2 separate regions of the Mus musculus genome follow, and region 1 is linked to region 2. Evidence: chromatin contacts called from public Hi-C data. All regions are on one chromosome and are shown on one strand. The core of a region is the stretch at or near the end of the contact, and the rest is flanking DNA. Distances in the headings are between cores, read along the strand shown.

Region 1 (4,075 bases), core at 1,117-3,616, 71 kb before region 2:
GGCTGACACTGCATAGGAGAAACAGTCCAGTCAGCACTGAGAGGACACAGCAGTGTACTGCGGAGCATCTGCCGCTCCCCTCCCTGCCTTCCTTTCTTTTCTCTTCTTTTTATTTTTGGCTTAAGTTTTCTGTTTTGAAAATTAACTACTGATCGCTTTAAGAAGCTTGGACTTGTTTTGGACCTACTGCAATGCCATTACAGTCGAGAATATACTGTAAACAACCTTGGGGAGGTGGCCGCTGAGGAGGGGTCTTGCTGGAGTCCGGTTCCTTAAGTGTTCCACTCTGGAAGACAAAAATAACAACAACAAAAAAATACCACAAGAGATAAAACCAAAGCTCCAAGCAAACGCCAGAGACAAGTTCAGTGGAAGCCCATGCTGGGGTCCCAGGGCCTGCTCAGGAAATCCTGATGTGCAGACCACCAAGGACCCTCAGCCTCTGGGCTGTTGCTGGTCTTAAGTTGGCAGTGTGGGTCTTGGAATTACTGATGGACACCATAGCCTCCTCATGCCCCTTCCATTTTGCTCATGGTAGACTTACTCTACCTGGAACTTTAAGTCTGTGCTTTGTCGTCACCCCTCACCCTGACATCCAGGTTCTATTTGTACTTACTCTCTGTTCCCAGCTTCTGAAAGGAGAGCAACTGGGTTGCCCATGGCTCTTAGGGAGGGGTGGTGATGAGGTCTGGGTAGGGTGGGGTAGATGTATGAGCTTATGTGTGCCTGCTTTCTAATCGTGATGAACCGTAGGGTGGGGTCAGTTCAGGAGCTAGTGGGGTTCTGATCTACTCTTTGGGCTAGGCTGTACCGCCGGAGAGAGAGGGACCTGAATGGGGGTAAGATGCTAATACTGGTAAAGTGCTCAAGGCCAAGTTGTTTTGCTGTCTCAGAACGCAGAATTATAGTCTGCCTGACGGCATGGCTCCACTCCTACGCTTCCTCTCCTCCCAGCTGGGATTCTGATTATGTCCTGACAGGATCAAAGATGCATGTGACTTCGTTTGTCTCACATTTGTGTTTCAGGCAGTTCATGTTAGGGGTTTGTCTTCAGTGTGCCGGAAACATTCTCTAAAGCCAAAGTGTGCCAAGTGGGCCGATGGTGATGTCAGAGTGTGCCTCCACAAGCTGGGCTGCAAAGTGGGCTAAATGTGCCTTCAGTCGGCCTCCCGTTTCCCTCTCAGTGCCCTCTGCCCTCAGGAGAAGGCCCCAAGCCCTATTCCCACCTCAGTGCCATCTCTTCCCTGCTCCCCACTGCCCCCGTGTCTGAGGCTGGCCATGTCTCTCCTCCCTGCCCCGCACTGCCCCTGTGGCTGAGGCTGGCCATGTCTCTCCTGCTCCCTAGGGCCACTTTTTAGCTCAAATACCCTTGAAGTAGAAGTGTTCTCTTCCCAGTGCTCAGCCATTCAATGATGACATGACTCTAACTGTATAGAAGTTTATACAGTACCAGGCCTGGCCTTTGCATTATCCTTAGTACCCCACAGCAGGGAAGCCCATCTTACCTGTCAGCCACCTTCAACAACAAAACATCCCTTTCTTCCAAGACTCTAACTGGTTCCAGAAGACCTGCTCTGAGTTCTGACACTGAGATACACACTTAAGCATTAAGCCAGTTGGTGGCCACCTACGCCACTCATGCATCAGGGTCCCTCTAAACTAGCTTCCTAATCCTCCCCACTCATCTCTCCAATCTTTGTTCCCTATGGCCACTGTTCCCCTCTTAAAACTTCTCCCTAGACATGCCACTTAATTCTCCTGAAATTTCCCGAGTGTTTACTGTGTCCCACGTAAATGGGCCTTTATGTGACCTGTCCTTTACACCTCACAATGCTGTATGTAGTAGAAGATGTTATACCAAGATTCCCAGTTGCTCCAGCACAGTGGAACTAACCTTTCTAGCCTTCAGTTCCCCACATGTCCTAAAAGAATGCATGCCTTCTGGTCCCAACCTTATTGATAGTCTCTTTCCGAGGTCATGTGAAGCATCTAGACTGGTGCTTGCCAGTGCTCTCCCTCAGGCCTCACAGGAGGCACCCACCATGCAGGCTGACCCTGGCTCTCCTCAGTCACAGAAATACACACGTGAGACATTCAAGGATAAAATGAGCCCCAAAGTGCCCTTCCCAAGGCTTTGGGGAGAGAGGCCAGAGCCTGGGAATGTGCCTTGGCTACCCTTGATGGCGCCTGAAGAGTTTCTCCTGTCCCTGGTTCCACTGAGGCTGGGGATGGAAGACTTCTCAGGGGCTGAGGAAGCCAGGAGGAGAGTCCCCTAGGACTGTCCCTTGCCAGGCTGAGACACTCTGGCTCCTCCCACAAGCCTGCTGTCTGCTAGGGGCTGAGGGCTTATTCCCTGTGGGGTTTGGCTACCACGGGATCTGTCTCCAGTCACCAAGAGCCTCCTGGGATGCTGAATTCCACAGAAGTCTGGCCACTCTGGCGTCACTGCCAAAATTTGGCATATAGCCAGCCCAAGGCAGGACCTCGTGGTCAGCCTGAGCAGCAGAGTTTCTCTCAGGAAGCTGGTTGACTCAAACAGGTAAGAATGTTTAGTCCAGCTCCCGTGGCCAGCTGCACACACACAGGGAGGAGGAAAAGAGCCTTTTAACTGCCTACAAAACAAAGCCCCGTGAAACCGAGCTTATGGAAAGACTGCAAGTGGCTGTCAGTCTGATACCACTGCCTAAACTAATGTGGCTGAAGGTGCATTTGTGTCTTAATGGGGGAGGGGAGCCCTCCCTTCTTGCTTGGTCAAGCCTCCTTAGAAAGCAGTCACCACGCTGGGCACCTCTTTGGAGGGGTCCATTGGTAGGGTCTGTGAAGAGATAGGGGTTGAGAGACTGGAAACACTTTCTTTATGAGATTTGACAAGTTACATCTCTGCATCTTGGCTTCCCCAAATGGTCAGACTACAAGGATTAAACGATGATGTGACCCTGGCAGCACCAGAGTTAGTGTCAATCATGTCAGTGGTAGCCTAGGTAACACTGACTGTCCCACTGTGAGAACTCTTCAACTAGCACCTAGAAAAACTCTGGCCAGAGATACTATATAGGGGATGCAAGTTGTCACAGGCAGATGAGTTCTGCTGGCTCCTTCGTCTCTAGGCTTCCACTAATTCTTTGTGCATTTGAGTTCTTTGGATGACAGAGGTAAGAGATAGCAGTGCAGTCTTGAGGCAAGAAAAGCCCCAGGGCTGCTGGGCCTGAACAGAGATATCCCGAAGGCATAGGGTTTGAGGGACTCCTCGGTGAGGAGAGCAAGCTGCCGCCCATAGAGGTTTGGTAGGCTAATTAATATCCTGCTCTGCTGGGTCTGTGGGGCTTTAGCAATCAAAGGGGCTGGGGGGCAGAAGAGATGAATGTCCCATGAAGCAGCTGGTGAAGTGACAGGTCAAGCATCTGGCTATCAATGGAGGAGAGCAAGTTTCCTCATACGGCACCACGAGTGCCCAGGTTTCCCTTTCTTTCCTTCCCCCTCACAGGCATACCAAAAAGCCCCGGTGCATGGTATTACACAGACCCTTCTGAGCTGGGGGTCAGATGGTCCAGCTCTTCTTAGCAGCCAGGTGACTCTGGATAGGTCATCTTCATTGTCTTTCCTGATATGTCAACACATAAAGAATTACAACCTCCATATCTCACATAAGAGTTTTGAGGCTTAAAAACATCAAATGAGCTTTATAAACTATAAAGTCCTAGCCAGTGAATAATATATGGTAACGCCATTGTTTTTGTTTAAATAAGAGTAAATCTACAGTGTGAGAACTACATGTATCAATGGAAAAGATATTGCTAACTAGTTTCCTGTCATCTTGTGCACACGGAGGGTAGTTCTTGTGTGGGGGATTTGGGGTTGGGTTAGACCATGCCTTCTCTCTATACATCACTGCCTTAGTTTGGGCAAGATCCACTCAATTGCAGATCACTGGCCTGAGAGAGAAACGTAGCCCATGAGGATCTATGGGGGTTTTGCTGAAGGTACATCTAATTTCCCACCCTGTGGCTTTTGTTAGACAGACTGGCAGAGGAGCTCCTATCTAAGTGAGGCCCCAACAGGATGGAAAGCTGAGGAA
Region 2 (4,435 bases), core at 77-2,576:
TAAAGGTAATGTAGCCAGATGATGAGTGATGACGACACTTCTTACAATAAGCATTCACGCATGCTCTCTGAGATTTGGGTGGACTTCCTTACATTAGAAGATACTGGTCCTTCCCAAACTGTGTTCTGTGGTTTGTTGAGTGTTCTATGGTAGAGATCCTATAGTCAAATCACTTTAAGAAATGTTGAGTTAGCTTGGTGGTAGTAGTGTACCTTTAATGCCAATACTAAGGAGGCAGAGGCAGATGAATCTCCCAGTTTGAGGCCAGCCTGGTCTACAGAAAGAGTTCCACAATGCCAGAGCTAAACAGAGAAACCTGTCTATAATCAGAGAGAGCGAGAGAGAGAAGAGAGAGGAGAGAGACAGAGAGAGAGGAGAGAGACAGAGAGAGAGGAGAGAGACAGAGAGGGGAGAGAGAGAGAAGAGAAGAGAAGAGAAGAGAAGAGAAGAGAAGAGAAGAGAAGAGAAGAGAAGAGAAGAGAGAGGAGAGAGACAGAGAGAGAGGAGAGAGACTGAGAGAGAGAGAGAGAGAGAGAGAGAGAGAGAGAGAGAGAGAGAGGTGACATTGCTTCCCCTTACATGGCCTCCTTTAATGCACAGTGCCATATTCCAGAAACCCACATGAGTCATCTCAAATGGGAATGACCTCTCAGGATGACCATTCACAACTAAACTAAGAGAATTACATTATTCCGCCTGATAACAGTGACATCATTATACTGACAAGCTCTCTGGTAGATATCTGCTAATCTACTTTGACATCATTATACTGACAAGCTCTCTGGTAGATATCTGCTAATCTACTTTTTCAGCAGATTGTCAATAAGGGTGGAGTAAATGTCATTATACTGAAACACCATCCATTAGAGAAAACTACAGGTTTAATAAGGATGTAAAAAGGAAAACATTCAAGCAGGAAGAAAACAATTTGGCACTAGATAATCCCAAAGTAATGGCATTTCAATTCCAAAGATAAATTTATCATAGAAATTATTGTCGGTATCTGTTTGAATGTAGGCAGTAAGAAATAGTTAATACTTCTGATGTCTAACTTCAAGTATTTTTTCCTTTAAATAAGAAAGCTTCTATGAGATATATGCAAAATTTATATGAAGCACAAGACAATGTGAGATGGACAGGGCCACATGTGAAGAAATGTAGGTGGCCTCCAGGTGTCTAAGTGATTGCTGGTTCATCTCAGTCTATAACCACAAGAAGCAGAATTCTGCCAACAAGAATACGCTTAGAAAATGGACTCTTCCCAACACCCAGATATCGTAATCTTGACTTTGTGTGACTATAAGCACAAAACCTACAAGCATGACGTCTGACCACATAGCTGTGAATGAGTAAACAGGTGTCACATGGCCAAAGTACTATAGAAACCATGTCCGCGTCGGAAACCACAGACCTGTAGGACCTCATCATGCACATCAAGATGGCTGGATTAGTCTAGGATAAGATGGAGTCTCCTTTCAAGCCACAATAGAATCTTCCTAGGAGTACGGAACCCTAGCTAAGACAGAGTACAAAAGAACTCTTATGTTCTCTCAAAAATCTTAGGAGAGAATACTTCCTAATGCAGTTATGTAAATTATGCACCAAAGGACTCCATATCACAGTTTGAGTTTGATTTTTGTTTTCCTAGATAAGAATTCCTGATCTCAGGTGTTCTTCCCTTCACTTTCTCAGACTTCTAGAGACAAACACCCCTGGAAGACATAGAGCTTCACTTTTTCTTCTTAGCATTCTTATCTATCACTGAAACATTTGTTAGCGGTTTATCATGTCAAACACTGAATAAATAAAAGACTGCAGTGCTCAGGAAGTGAAAGTTATCTCAGGCTACAGAGGGGCAAGGCATATTAGGAAAAAAGTCTTTGAAAAATCTTCCTCAGACTTTTTGGACACACGGAAAGGTCTAGATACACAAAAAGGGTCAGACCTTATTTCTCTTGCATAACAGAATGCAAACTCCTAGTCCGATATAAGTGCACTCTCAGGTAGAACTGAACAGCTAAAACCAGACTGCTCAGAAAATTCAACTATGTTGTCAGAGACACAAGTAGTTCCTTCTCACCTCGTTGCAGTGTCTGGCTATGGAGGGAAAAAGATGCACTTCAAAGGGATGATCATGGCTTCAGAAACAGCCAGCTGTACTGTGCTTACCACTGCCTGGTAAATTAATGCTCAAAATTAAGAAACACTTTTAAAGGAAAATCAAATTCATGCTTTCCTACAGCATCACCATGTTTCTCATTCAAATTTTGTTACTCTGCTCTTTAAAAAAGTTAAATATCATCCTGAGTGAGAGAACTCAGACCCAAAAGGACATGCATGGTACATACTCACTAATAAGTGAATATTAGCCAATAATAATAATAATACAGACTATACAAGATATAGTCCCCAGAACTCAAAAAGCTCAACAAGCTGAAGTGTCCATTTCTGTTTATCGGGGGATTTCTTTCCATCCTTGTTCAGTTTTGGTATCAACGAAATGTTGACCTTATCGAATGAATTTTGAGATTCCTTTCTCTTAGTTTCTTTGGGGGGGGTGTGGAATCACTTAACGAGAATTGGTCATTCTTTAAGTGTTTAATAGACCTCAGCAGTGAAGTCATCTGAGCCTGAGCTTTTCATTAGAGGTCTACTGCTTATGGATTCAATCTTATCATAGCTTAGCAACCTGTTCAGGTTGTCTATTTCTTCATGAGCCAGTCTTGATGAGGCCGTTGTGTTCAAGAATTTATATTTCTTCCAGACTATCAAATTTGTTAGTGTAGTTTTTCATCATAATGTCTAGTGATTCCTTGTGTTTTTGTATTGTCAACTGTGATGTCTCCCTTTTCATTTCTGATTTGACTTACTTGTAGCCACTTTCTCTTAGTCTAGGCCATGACTTGCAATTTTTTTCCCCTCTGAAAAGCCAACTCTTTTTTTATTGCTCTTTTGTCGTTTTTAGTCTGCATTTTATTTATAGCTGCTCTGCTGCTTACTGTTTCTTTCCTTTTGCTTTTTTCATTTTTCTAACTGCTTAAGATTCACAGTGGGAGTGGGTGGGTGGGGGAGTGGGTGGGGGAGCGGGTGGGGGACTTTTGGGATAGCATTGGAAATGTAAATGAAATAAATACCTAATTTTAAAAAATAAAATAAAAAATATTTATTTGTAAAAAAAAAGATTCACTGATTAGTTGAAATTCTTAATGTAGTACTGGCCTTTATAAATTATACTCCATTCTTTGTACTGCTTCTGATGAACTGCATAGAATTTTGGAGACAATATTTTAATTTTCATCCTTTTAATAAATCTTTTCATCTCTTTCTTAATTTTTAATCAATATAATATGCTCAATTTTCATGATCTGTATATTTCCAAAGTTTTCTGTTTTTGTTATTGTTGGTAGTTTTATAGCACTGTGAGCAGAAAAAGGTATGCTTTTCTATATAAAAACTTTTAGATTTGGGACTGGAGAGATGGCTTAGTAGTTAAGAGAATTTCTTGTTCTTCCAGAGAACCTGAGTTTGGTTTCCAGCACCTATGTTAGATAGGTCATAAACACCTGTAACTACAGTCCTCACGCTTGTCTGGCATTTGTCTACCATCTCTCTGGCCCTTATCCTCTATTTTTGAAGGAAAATGTCAAAAACATTATATATTTAAATACTATGTTTATATTTACATATTTAATATAAATAAACATATAAATTTAAAATTTTAATATATATAGAAAATGTAAGATTAAAGTATATGTATATAGTATATATGTATGTGTGTGTCAACTCACTGCCTTGTGCCACTATGGTTTCTGATAAGAAATAAGCTGTTTTGTAAATAAAGAAAAAAGCTATTAATCTTTCTGAGGCTCTCTTGTATATGGTGAATCATTCTTTTTCTTTTCTACTCTTTAAGTTCGTCATTTAATGGTTCATTATATGTCTAAACTCTTTTAGGTTCTACATGAACCTTGTGAAGTTTCATGAATGTGTAAGTTCATATATTTTATTAAATAGGAAGTGTCACTTTTTTCAAGATTTATTTATTCTGTATATGTGGGTACACTGTGGCTGACTTCAGACATACTAGAAGAGGGCATCAGATCCTATTACAGATGGTTGTGAGCCACCATTGGTTGCTGGGAATTGAACTCAGGACCTCTGAAGAGCAGATAGTGCTCTTAACCACTGAGCCATCTCTCCAGCTCCTGGAAGTATTATCTTTTATTCAAATATTCTTTTAGCCCTTTTCTTTTTTGAAATATCTCCTATTGAGATGCTGGCTGGAATTTTACAGTTATCTGAACCTCGATGTAGTTTTGCTTTTATTTATTTCGACCCTTACACTATATAATCTCAGTTATAAATAATCTTCAGATCTATTGATTTCTCTTGCTTGCTTAAATATGTTTCAGTTATTGTACTTTTAGACTGTAGA

What was found. A called contact is a pair of places that touch in the nucleus more often than the background predicts.
Region 1: a Hi-C map of the N1E-115 cell line shows a contact between it and region 2, with 6 times the contacts expected there. The contact joins two enhancer-like sites. A contact is called at or near these places in 1 of 15 datasets of contacts at CTCF or cohesin (the NIH/3T3 cell line), 3 of 484 Hi-C or Micro-C datasets (3T3-L1-derived adipocytes, the N1E-115 cell line and cranial neural crest) and 2 of 9 other capture datasets (adipose tissue and pancreatic islet).

The regions. Positions count from the first base shown.
Region 1 is chr6:115,270,407-115,274,481 of GRCm38.p6, reverse strand. It overlaps Syn2 (synapsin II), which reads right to left. Exons shown (of 13, transcript NM_001111015.1): 11 at 226-286. Among named protein-coding and RNA genes, the nearest start is that of Timp4, 20 kb to the right of the region's middle. Within about 2 kb of position 2,366, at least 87 of the 459 cell types and tissues checked have an H3K27ac peak or open chromatin away from gene starts, as enhancers often do. A contact at or near this core is called in the N1E-115 cell line, where this site is marked.
Region 2 is chr6:115,198,307-115,202,741 of GRCm38.p6, reverse strand. The region is part of intron 1 of Syn2 (synapsin II); the gene reads right to left. Among named protein-coding and RNA genes, the nearest start is that of Timp4, 52 kb to the left of the region's middle. Within about 2 kb of position 1,326, at least 2 of the 459 cell types and tissues checked have an H3K27ac peak or open chromatin away from gene starts, as enhancers often do. A contact at or near this core is called in the N1E-115 cell line, where this site is marked.